Regions from separate parts of the Gossypium arboreum genome. Here regions 1 and 3 are each linked to region 2. Evidence: chromatin contacts called from public Hi-C data. All regions are on one chromosome and are shown on one strand. The core of a region is the stretch at or near the end of the contact, and the rest is flanking DNA. Distances in the headings are between cores, read along the strand shown.

Region 1 (3,972 bases), core at 1,276-3,775, 780 kb before region 2:
TAAATTTGAAACTTTGGTCTAATTACTGAACGATTTTATGCTCTTTTCTGCAGTCGGAAGCATTTCACAGAAGAACAAGCAGAAAAATGGTGGGCTGAAAATGGGGCTAAAGTATGTGAACGGCATAATATCATTCGTGCATATTAGTTTTGGAGCTTGAATGCTGTCGGTTTCTCTTGAAGAAGACTGGCTTGTGTATAAGAAATTTGCAGGTAGAGTGAGAAATATATATTAAGAATGTAGGCAAGAAAGTGAAAGGATTTAAGAATTGCATTGTGAGGATTGAGGAATCCCTAGTAACTTTTGCTGCTTTTTTTTTCTTTGTTTTTCTTGGATTCTAAGGTTTCTAATAGATATTTTCTTTGGAGCGTTTTGTTACCTTTTTTTGTACACAAAGTGAAAAAAAAAAAAATCAGAGAAGCTCTACATTTCTTTCAATTATGAACTCCATCTTATAAGCCCTTCAATTGATTATATCTCTAATCTCTAAACAAGTGGAATTCATATGGGAATAAACATAGGATAAAGAACCTTTCAAGCATCTAAAAGAAGCTGCATTTTCCTGCAATGCACTTGATCCTATATCTATTTGAAAATAAATAAATAAATGGAGGGAAAAAGAAAAAACTGATCTTGTTAGACATACCGAGTAATCTGCAGGTTGATTGTGTGAAGTTTGTTAGGAATTATGATCAAACCCTTCATTTTCCATCTCAATTATGCTATATCCAGCTTCCTTAAGCATCTTATCTTCCTTTCCAACTGACCTAATCCCAGCCCTTTTGAGCATTTCTTTTTCCATTGCCTGCATCCTGGTTTGATCCTGCAACCTTCCAGCAATAGCATATGTACTAGAAAGAAGGATTGAATCTGTTGGAAGTTGATTATAAGATCCCACCAATATGCCCTTCACACATTCCCCCAACTCAACGTTCCCGTATACTCGGCAAGCTGAAAGCAGTGCACGCCATGCAGTAGCATCGCCTTTAATGGGCAAGCTTTTGATTAAATCATGTGCTTCTTCTAGCAATCCAGCACGGCCAAAAAGATCAATGATACATCCATAGTGTTCGACTTTCGGCAAGATACCATATTGAATCATCTTCTCAAAGCAACTTGTCCCCTCTGTGATTAGCCCTCCATGACTGCAGGCACTCAAAACTGTTAAGAAAGTGACTTCATTAGGTCTAAAGCCTTCTTCCTCCATTTGATAAAATAACCTAATGGCATCTTGGGTAAAACCATGCACTCCGTAACCTGAAATCATCGCAGTCCAACATTTTACATCTTTGCTCTCCATCCTATGAAACACATCAACGGCCTTGTTTAAAACACCACACTTTGCATACATATTGACGAGAGCCGTCCCGATAACCGCATCCAGTGGTATTCCTTCCTCTTCCACATAATCACCTATGCAAAGTCCTATATTTATAGCTCCGGAGGCAGCACAAGCTGAAAGCAAAGATACCAATGTAGTCGAATTAGGCTTTACTTGCATAACTTTCATGAGACGTAGTAAAGCTAAAGACTCTTCAAGCAGGCCATTTTCAGCATACTTGCTGATCATACAATTCCAGAGTACAACATCCTTTGCTACAACCTCATCGAAAGCCCTACGCCCTAAATAAACATTCCCAGTTTTCGCATACATATCGATTAAAGCAGATACCAGATTTGAATCAAAACAAAACCCAAGTTTCAAACAATGCCCGTGAATTGACTCTCCCCCAAGTGAATCCCGTACTTCACCCATAGCCAATAGAACAGTCAAAAACGTAGTGACACTCATTGTCAAACAATTCCAACGCATTTGTCTGAACAAACCTATGACAGTATCAGGTTTAGAAACATCAAGATACCCACCCATCAGAGTGTTCCACGAAACGACATCGTTCCTTTCAGGACTTTCATCGAACAAGTTATGAGCATCAAACATTCTTCCACAAACACTGTAAACACGCAAAAGGGTATTCTTAACATTGATGAAAAACAAATGCCCAGATCTCAAAGCCAACCCGTGAATCATTTGACCGTTAAAAATTGCCAATTCACGGCCACATGCTTTAAGCGTAGTAATGAAAGAGAACTGATCGAGAAAAATCCCATCTTTAGCCCTCAAGTTATTGAAAACACTAAAAGCTTGTTTTGGGTTATTGCTAATGGAAAAGCCTCTAAGGATGCAATTGTACATGAAGAGATTTGGGTTGTCAATTTGCTTGAAGACGGAGGCTGCATATTTTATATCTTGCAGTGAAGAAGAAAGAAGAAGCTTGCTTATAATGAAAGGGTCATTATCAAGTCCAGTTTTAATGATACAGCCATGAATTTGAGAGATTTCAGTAATTTGCTTGCATGATTTTAATATGGAAACGATGGTTGAAGGATGTGGGCCAAAGTTTGAAGGTTTGAATAGCATCGGCTAAGTTCGTTAGACAGTTTTTTTTTTTTTTTTTTCGCACGACAGGTTCACTGCTTCAGGGTTCTTTGGCAGACAACTTTTCCACAGTTACCATGTTACGGTGTTGTTGACTTGCATTCATGAGCTGGGCTTAGGCCCAAGCCCAAGTCCAAGCTTGGCCATCTTAGCTGACAATCGATTGGTTTATCAGTGCAAACGAGAGATTGGTTTGTCGGCATAAACAACTAATCTCTGGTAACAAAGTGGCAACTCATTTGAAATTACTTCCTTAACTAATAAACAACTTTATAACTGAATGTCCAATCTTTAACTTACCGATAACATTAAAAACTAGAAAGACCTAATTCTAACTAATAAACTTATCTCGACGTGATTCATTAAGCTATATCACACGTCCGCACCACATAATCATAAACTATACAATTTATGTCGTTTGTCACTAGTATTAGAATGAAAAAAATAATTATAGATTTATTTAGTCTAATTGATAAAAAAATCATTCTAAGTATCAAATACTAGCCAATATTTAATAAATTCAAACACTTGTAATTAGAACTAAATATATGTGAATATTAAAGAACAATAAAGGATTAAAGCCCAAATTAATTCTCATGAATTTATTGAATCAAACTTTTAATTAACCTTCAACTAGAAAAGGGAGTTTAGGAAGTCATATAGTTGGGAAAATGCAATAAACAAGAAGATACTACAAAGTAAGAAAAACTAGCAAAAACCCTAACTCCCTCTAAAAATATAATATTTATATTGTCTAATTAACCTAAGCTAAGTTATAGAAGCTTGCTTGGGATCATAAAACTCTTAAAAGACCAAAATACCCTCTAAACTTGATTAAAATGTGGAGGATTTCATTAAGACAGTAGAGCCTATGTTGGGGAGCCAAGGGTATGATGCAGGGGCGCATGGGATACAAAGAGGGGGGCTCGACTGGTCGCACGCTGGGGCGTCGATGTGTGGTGTTGGAGTGTCGATTCTTGCGTGATGGGGTGCCATGCTCGGTCAGGGGCATTAGGCTCACTCGAGTCACTTGGTTTCAGCTACGCCTCATCCCATTTGACTCGTATCCTCATTTTAGCTTCCAATAAACTTCAAATCTAAGCCTCAAGTTTTTATAAACCTGGTTGAAGGCTATAATTAAATATCAACTATTGAAATCTTATAAAAATAAAAGCATAATTAACTAGAAAGACAATTAAACATAAAAAAGACACGAAACATGTACAATGATAAGTGATATTTCATTTAAAAATCGAACAAAATGTTAAACATAAGAGTGTTAAATATATGAAATATGAACATTCGTTGTTACCAATTTGAAAGATTGAGTCTTTGGAATGCGAATACTTTTTGGAAGCAGTTTGCAATGGAACAAAACAACAAGATTGATATTTTTGAAATTTTGCATACTAAGTTTACACACATTCATTAAACACAATAAAGAATTTTAAGTTAGTCCCAGCATATATGGAACAAAAAATGAAGTTTCTTTATTTTATGTACTAATATAATCTTTCCTAATTTTCATTTATTTC
Region 2 (3,764 bases), core at 666-3,165:
CTAGGCGCGCAACCAACTCCGCTTAATTATGACAAATTTAATCTTAGACAAGGTCTATTCCTTCTCTGAATAAGAGCTTAACATGAATCAATATGCTGGAATATCAAAACAAGAATTAAGAACACATAATTAAGAACAAGTCAAATATTTATCATACAATTCAGATAATAATAACAAGATCCGTCTTAGGTTTCATTCCCCTTACGTATTTAGGGGTTTTAGTTCATACTAATGAAAGAACACATCTCAAAAGAATAAAAATAACAAAACATAAGAAAACCCAAAACTCCTGAGGGAATTTGAAGGGAGATCTTCAGCCTTGATGGTGAATTCGGCTTCTGAGATGGATCGATCGGCTTTCCTTGAGCAATTCCTTTCTTCCTCCCCTCCTTCCCCTTGTCTAAGTGCCTCCTCAGGTGTTTAAATAGGCTTTGGAATGCCTAAGAGCCCTTAAAATTGGCCTTTTCCGAATTGGACTAAACTTGGGCTCGGCAGGGACACGCCCGTGTGCGATTGCTTAAGGCCGTGGTCAAGGCTGTTAAATGGGCATGAGCGTGTGATCTACTCGTGTCAATCATGCTTTGACCTTGCCAAAGGGACACGGCCATGTGGTCCGCCCATGTGAGGAAGTCTAGGCCGTGTTGATTTCGTACGTTGGCCCATTTTCTCTGTTTTTGGCCCGTTTCTCGTTCCTTTCACTCTCATATGCTCACCTAAGAATAAAACATGAAATTAAGGCATTAGGAGCATCGAATTCACCAATTTTAAGAAAAAATCATCCATAAAATGTGCTAAGCATGGGATAGAAATATGTATGAATTACGGTTTATCACATTCCGTCGTCGTTTCTTATCTTTGGTGTCAACTTTTGAAATTTGATCTCTAAGGCTTGTCATCATTATTAGTAAAAAACTAGAAAGTGGACACCACACTTAAAAAGATCCATCTTATAAAAAATAGGTTAATTTCATAAGATGTTTTCAAAACATGATCTAAAATTTAAATTAGTCTTTAAATTTTAAAGTGTTCTAATTAAATTCTTAAAGCATCAATATTGTATCAATCAGGTCCCCTTGTTAGTTTAATCAATAGCTTGAACATAGTTGTTGTATCAAAATTAGCATAGAATATACTTAAAACATGTGGATCAAATTGAAAACTTATATACCTACTAAATAAACATGTTTAAAATATAAATATTAAAAAATTGTTGGTACTTTCTAATTTTTTCCCTTTTAACACATTAAATAAAAAAAATGTTATGTGATAGATACAAACATGTTTATAATTTGATTCATATATTTTAAATATGTTCCACGTCGATTTGAGTAAAAGAAAGGACTTGACTTATACAATGTTAATAATTTAATGATCCAATTAAAATGTTTTAGCCAACTGTATAAAGGAGTAATGGTTAAGGTTGTTTCAAGGATAGGATTCAAATCTTGTTAATTTAATTCCTCTCTCTAATTTGTAAGGTAAAAAAAAAATATTTTTGAATTTTAAAAATTAACTAATAAAAGTATTATGGAGATTCTTGTACTAAGAATTAAATTACATTTTACCCCACTACTAAAAAATAGGCAAATTAGTCCTTATACATTCGATCAAAGAGTAAATTGTTCTGATAAAAATTTTACCCATCTCTATTGTTAAAACTGGCCTTGTATGTCAAAATGAGCTACACATGGCATGCCACATGTAATTGACTAGTTATTTTGTCAGGCATGCCAATTTTTAACAGTAGAAATGGATGAAATTATTAAAAAAATTTACTTTTTAATCTAATGTACAAGAATTAATATATCCATTTTTTAGTAAAGATGGACAAAATGTAATTTGACTCCTAATACAAAGCTCTATATGCTACTTTTACCGAAATTAATTTGAATTCCTTCGTTCGAATTAACCCAAGAAATCACAAAACGCAACCGCATTAAGGAAGATGTGACGTACCAAAGAAGAGCCAGAAGCGCGAGGGAACGAGCGACCGTAGTCCTTTCTAATATTGCAAAATTCCTTCACACCCGCCCAAATTTGACCTTTTTAACTTTAATCTCCTTTTCTTCTCTTGCTCTAGCAATTTAGATCTAAATTTTAATATCCAAAAAGAGAACAATTTTATTTTCATTTTTCAATTTTCAATTTTCAATTTTTTCTTTTTTCATGGTATATTCAAAAGTTTTAATGTGAAAGGTTTTAATTGAGTTAACTCGTGGAGGATAACCAGCGGCTGAGTCAAAGAGGCTATGGCAGGAACGAGTGACTCAGTTTCTGTCAAGGTTCCTTACAGGAACTTAAGGAAAGATTCGGAAGTTGAAATGATCGACGATCCATATCATCGTCGGATCGATCTAAATTCGTCTCCTGGCTCTCCTTCAACTTCTGCTTCGCCGCCTTCGGCTAGATTTCCCAACGGAAACTCTAACTTATCGTCGCCGATCCACGTTAGATCTAAGGATTGTAGCTTGATAACTCTCGCTCTTAGTTGTACGATCGCCGCCGGGGTTCAATTTGGTTGGGCTTTGCAACTTTCGCTTTTGACTCCTTACATTCAGGTCCTTTTTTTGTGTGTGTTTTCCCTTAATACTTTTTATATTTTTAAGTAACGGAGAAAATTAGGTTATTTACTATGCATGTTGTTAATTTTGAACTCTGTGCAATGTGTTTGAATTAGATCAGTGTTATTATTAGATGGCATGTTGTGCTTTGCTTTTGTTAATTTTATGAAATAGAAATAAAAGAATATCAGCGCCAAGTACTCTTTTGTTGATATTTTTGAATCATCAATTAGAAAGTATACACTGCAATACTTTTTCTTTATTGTTTAGTCGGTAATTTGCCTAATTTTCATGGATTTTTAGAACGAATTTTGGGTGCAATTACAATTTGGAAAAGAAAGATTATGGCGTGAGAGAAAAACTCTTTATATAATTTCTTTCTATTTCTTCTCATAATTTCTAGAAATACTTGTAATTTTTAACATATCATAGAAGGCCCTCGCAGTGTTTGAAAAGGAATAAAAAAAAAAAAGGAGTAAAAGGCTAGAATGCTTTTGCTTTGTTGATTATTGTCGTTCTTCTGAGAAAAGAAGAAAAAGTATGGCCATTGTTCGAAGAACATGTTTTAATCATAAAGTAATTCTCAAAATATTTTGTGAAACTGGGTAACATTATCTTTGTATTTATTTATTTTTTATTAGCCTCAGCCTTGATTCCTTTTCAACTGCTCTGAGCTTCTTTTGAGCTTATGGTGCATTTCCCTTGTTGTTTGACCATTCATATTGGCTGATTCATGCAGACACTTGGAATAGAGCATGCTTTTTCTTCGTTCATTTGGCTCTGTGGTCCAATAACTGGTCTTGTGGTAGGTGATGGGAACCATATTACATATAAATTTATATTGATGCCCTGTTCATTATTATGGTGGTGCAATAATTGATGTAAATGACTACACTTAAAAGATTGCTGTCTTTATATGTGATCTATTGAGTTGTTTTTATTTTGATCTTAGGTTCAACCTTGTGTCGGTATTTGGAGTGATAAATGCACTTCAAAATATGGAAGGAGACGGCCTTTTATCCTTGCTGGATCACTCATGATCTCTCTTTCTGTAAGCATTGAAGTGTTACATAATTCATTCTTATATACTATGTTTCTGGGTTTTATATCTGCTAAACTAAATTTTGTAATTTAGGTGATAATAATCGGATTTTCTGCAGACATTGGATACATTTTAGGTGATACGAAGGAGCATTGCAGGTA
Region 3 (4,346 bases), core at 408-2,907, 670 kb before region 2:
ATAATTAATTTGTGACATTTAAACTGAAAAATATTTAATTGGTAGTTTAATATAATTATAATAGCGAAGAAAATTATTTTTACAAAAACCTCTCCATTGTAGACATAATAATCAATCATTAGGTGAAGCCTTAAGTTACATGAATTTGTTATATTGTGAATGTTTAATGATGAAAATATGGTCCCAACATGGTAGTATAAGTACCATAACCCTTCAAACTCCTAATCAATATGTCTATTAATAAACATTATATCTTTTAAACGTTTCTGTTATAATAATCATTATTTTTTTTACTTAAAAGTAAATATTGTTAAATTTATATAATTGGTATACTATATTTCATCACTACTTCTCCTTCATTATGAATATATAATTTTAAAAATTATTACTACTATCTCTATGGATGTTGCATGTATTCATTTCTACTCTAGTCTATCTCGCTTCCTTTTAATTTAATTTTTACTATTTATTTTAATATTTTTAATTTTTTAAGTCAAATAAATATTTAAAAAATTCTTTAAAAATTAAATATAAAATATAAGATTTTTTCTATATTATATTATTACATTTTTATCACTATATAAAATGTTCAAATTTTACCATCTTACTAAATTACACCTAAAAGGGACAAATTAATGAAAAGAAATATATGTTATAATATAAAATAAAACTTTTTGAATATGACCATAAATCTCAACAAGTGTTTTTTAAGGTAATTATTTTATTTATTGTTAGTGGAGTTAAAAAATTTCACAAACGGGTTTAGGAAAATGTCAAATGTTTTTTTAATTATTTTATTATTATTATTTTAATACACTCTAAAAACACTTTGCATCAATCTAGACCCGTTTGTGGAGTGTTTTAACTCTTATCGGTAATGTATAAGATACTAATAATTTTTAAGTAGTTTTAATGATGTTGAAAACACATATATACCTAGAAGTTTTGTGTGAGTATTTGATATACTGGTAGTATATTTTTATTTAAAAATAGCTTTAAAAATTAATATGTGTCTCTTTTTAAAATACATATTTTTAATAATTTACTATACTCCTATAAAAATTTATCAATATTTAACTGCACTTGTAGAGTTTAAAAACTCTGCTAACGTTATACCGAATAATTTTCCAAAAGTTTTTGCTACATCCATAAAATTTTAAATTACTTGATAATATATAATAAAGTTTATACGTTGATAGTAAATTTCTTTTCCTTTTAAAATTTCATTGGACGAGAAACTCATAGTAATAAGAGGGTAGGAGGGTGAGTGGGCCATTATTGCACTTGAATGGGCCCATTAACAGTGAAAATAGGTTGCAGGCTTTATAACAATGGGTGAACCCATGGGCCTATTCTTAAAGTGAGGGATTTTCATAGCATGAGGCTGACAGTTTCCGTCGACCTTGGTCTTTTTTCCCGTTCCACTTTTTTATATAATTAAGATTTGAGTAAACTACACCCAAGGGTAAATCACACTCCATGTCCCTTTGATTATTCTAATTTTTTTCTCAATTTAATCATTCTAATTAAGATAATTATTTGAACTAATTATTGTCGTTAAAAAAATCTGTTAATTTACTAGTGGATTGCTCATGTAACACATTAGCCAAATTAATAGTGACACATGGTACATTTTTATTTTTAATTAAAGCTTAGGGACCTATATGTAATTATGCCAAAAAATATATATCTATATATTTCTTTCCCTTCTCTCTCTGAAACTTGTCCTTCTTATCCATCTGGAAACTAGTTGGTGGTGAGGATCCTCGACAAAGCGCCAATACCTGCTCGTGAGGAAGGGAGTGCTGCCACTAAGAGGATGTCGACCTCGTCTTCGATGGCACATTTCATACGGGCCAAAATATCGGATCCCAATGCTTGTTGAGTGCTTCATTGATGGAAACTTTCTCCTCCAAAATTTTGAGTGGGATTTAAATAACTATATACTTCCAAAATTAAAAAAGACTAATTGTGAATACTCAAGTTTCAACAACCGGGAAAGATTCATCCATGTGCTAGATAGTTAATGATGATGATCCATCCATGTGTTGAAACATCTGTAATTATGTATACAAATTGAATCATAGAGAAAAGCAAGAAATCTCATTATTTGAGTTGCTCTCTGAGGGAAACCAGTGCAAAAGAACACCCAAATTCATCATATTAGGTATCAATTTGAACAATATGGGAGTTGCTACTTGCAGAATCATAATTGGTATCATTAATGCTGCAGGTAAGATGATAGAGAAGCACAATGTAAAGTTTCTAAGGTAGAAACAATTACCAAACTAAGAGCTATTGTTCAAAGAAGAAGAAGATACTTCTTTCCCTTCAGCATCAACGAATTTCAAGTTAATAATTGCAGTAAAACAATTGCAATTATAATGAAATTAATACATGCCCAAACAAATAAAAGATATTAGTTATCAGTAAGTGTCAGAAAATTCAAAGTTTTGCATTTGAAAAATGGAAGAAACAAAAGAATTGTCAATGGTATGGTATTTTAATTTGAGAGAAACCAGTGCAAGCGCCATCGACGTCCTTTCATTATCACTCAGCGGCGTCGCTTCCTTCCTCATGGGCGGGTATTGGCGCTTTGCGGAGGATCCTCGCTGGTGCCGCCATTGTCGCCACCAACTGGTTTCCCTGATGGTGGACAGGTTACAGAAGGAAGAGAAAAAAATTGGAATAATTACATATAAGTCCCTAAACTTTAGGCAAAAGTTAAAAAAAGTGCCCCATGTCATGGTTCGTTCAATTGGCTAGGGTGCCATGTCAGTAATCTATTAGTGAATTAATAAATTTTTTAACGACGGTGACTAGTTCGAACAATTATCTGAATTAGAGTGAGTAACTTAAAAAAAAATTAGTGTAACCAAAAAAGGAAAAATATTATTTTAGAGTGACCTTGGGTGTAGTTTACCTTTAATATTTTAACAATTCAATTATTGAACTTATAAATATAATTGTAAAAAAAATCATTAGATTTTTCTTAATTTATATTAAACTTAACATATATAATCTACATGAATATAAAGCATGAAATAAAATAGTTAGATTGCTAAAAATTAATTATATAAAAGTTACAAAAGAGTGTAAAGCCACTTTAATTTCACATCAATGTAAGTGAATTTCTCCTCTACTTTATAATAATTAAATTTTTAAAAATTGATTAAATAATTTTTCATATATTTTATTTTTTCACCACACAAGTAGGGCTATAAATGAACCGAGTTTGAACGAACAAATCTCTGTTCATGTTTGTTTGTTTATTTTAAGCTTGTTCGTGTTCGGTTTATGTTCATTAAAAATTTCAATTTTTGTTAATGTTCGTTTGTTTAATGGTCGCGAACATGTTCATTTAACTTAATCGAACATATTCATGAACAATGTTAATAAATAATAAACAAACAAATGACAATCAATACATACACATATATTGTTTAGATCTAAAATAGTCAAATATAAATATAAATATAAATAATTATATTATAAATGAAAAAATATAAATCAAGATAATTTTATTAATATATGCCAATGGAACAATAAACGAGTTTTAAGATAATTTTATCAATATATACTAATAGAATTTTAATAAGAAAATATCATTAATAAATAAGCGAGTCAATAAACAAGCTTATAAACGACCAATAAATGAGTTTGATCGTGAATATAAATGAACCAAACACACCTCTATTCGTGTTCGTTCGTTTATTAACTGAATATAAAAATTTTATTTATACTAGTTTATTTAGCTTAATAAACGAATATAAACTAACGTTATACGAACGATTTATCGATCGTTCTGTTCATTTACACCCCTACACACTTGAATGAGTTTCATGCACTATTTATGCATCAAAACAAGATATTTCAAATAGTGAGAAAAAAACATTAGGAAAATTATTTAAAAATGATTAAAAGTTAGTATTATAGAAGAATATATTTTAAAGTGAAGCTTTTATTAAAAAACAAAAAGCTTAATTCATGGTTTGGTTCTTAAAGTATACTTATTTTCTCCCTATAGTATCTAAATTTTTGTCCCAATTTAATACCTAAAGTATCAATCACTTCTCAATCTAAAAAAATTATAAAAATAAAATTTACAAAAAAGTACGACAATTGAAAAGATTTAGTTGAAATTAATAATATTACTAAAAATGTAAATAATATAAAATTGTAAAGAATATTTAGAAAAAGTTTAAATTTTTTTATAAAATTCTAAGAAGATATTTAAATTTCAATTTTTTTTGCAATTACTTGAAATTTAAATGCTTTTAATTTCTATAACAATTTTCAATTTTATATATTATTTTAAAATTTTAAAATTTAAAATTTAAAATTAT

Evidence for each region. Hi-C and Micro-C count contacts between places; a contact is called where the count stands out from the background.
Region 1: a contact with region 2 is called in a Hi-C map of leaf, with 6 times the contacts expected there. The contact joins the promoter of LOC108467116 here to the promoter of LOC108468124 in region 2. A contact is called at or near these places in 2 of 5 Hi-C or Micro-C datasets (both in leaf).
Region 3: a Hi-C map of leaf shows a contact between it and region 2, with 5 times the contacts expected there. The contact joins the enhancer-like site here to the promoter of LOC108468124 in region 2. A contact is called at or near these places in 2 of 5 Hi-C or Micro-C datasets (both in leaf).

Annotation. Positions count from the first base shown.
Region 1 is chr13:21,424,588-21,428,559 of ASM2569848v2, reverse strand. LOC108467116 (pentatricopeptide repeat-containing protein At1g26900, mitochondrial) reads right to left here and starts at 2,525. Exons shown (of 1, transcript XM_017767635.2): 1 at 429-2,525. The coding sequence starts at 2,419. The coding sequence ends at 680. LOC108467115 (PH, RCC1 and FYVE domains-containing protein 1) reads left to right here. Exons shown (of 9, transcript XM_017767634.2): 9 at 54-438. The coding sequence ends at 147.
Region 2 is chr13:20,648,944-20,652,707 of ASM2569848v2, reverse strand. It overlaps LOC108468124 (sucrose transport protein SUC3-like), which reads left to right and starts at 1,915. Exons shown (of 14, transcript XM_017769299.2): 1 at 1,915-2,558; 2 at 3,301-3,366; 3 at 3,514-3,612; 4 at 3,697-3,761. The coding sequence starts at 2,250.
Region 3 is chr13:21,315,817-21,320,162 of ASM2569848v2, reverse strand. No RefSeq gene overlaps it. Among protein-coding and RNA genes, the nearest start is that of LOC108466996, 14 kb to the left of the region's middle. Within about 2 kb of position 1,657, at least 2 of the 2 cell types and tissues checked have an H3K27ac peak or open chromatin away from gene starts, as enhancers often do. A contact at or near this core is called in leaf, where this site is marked.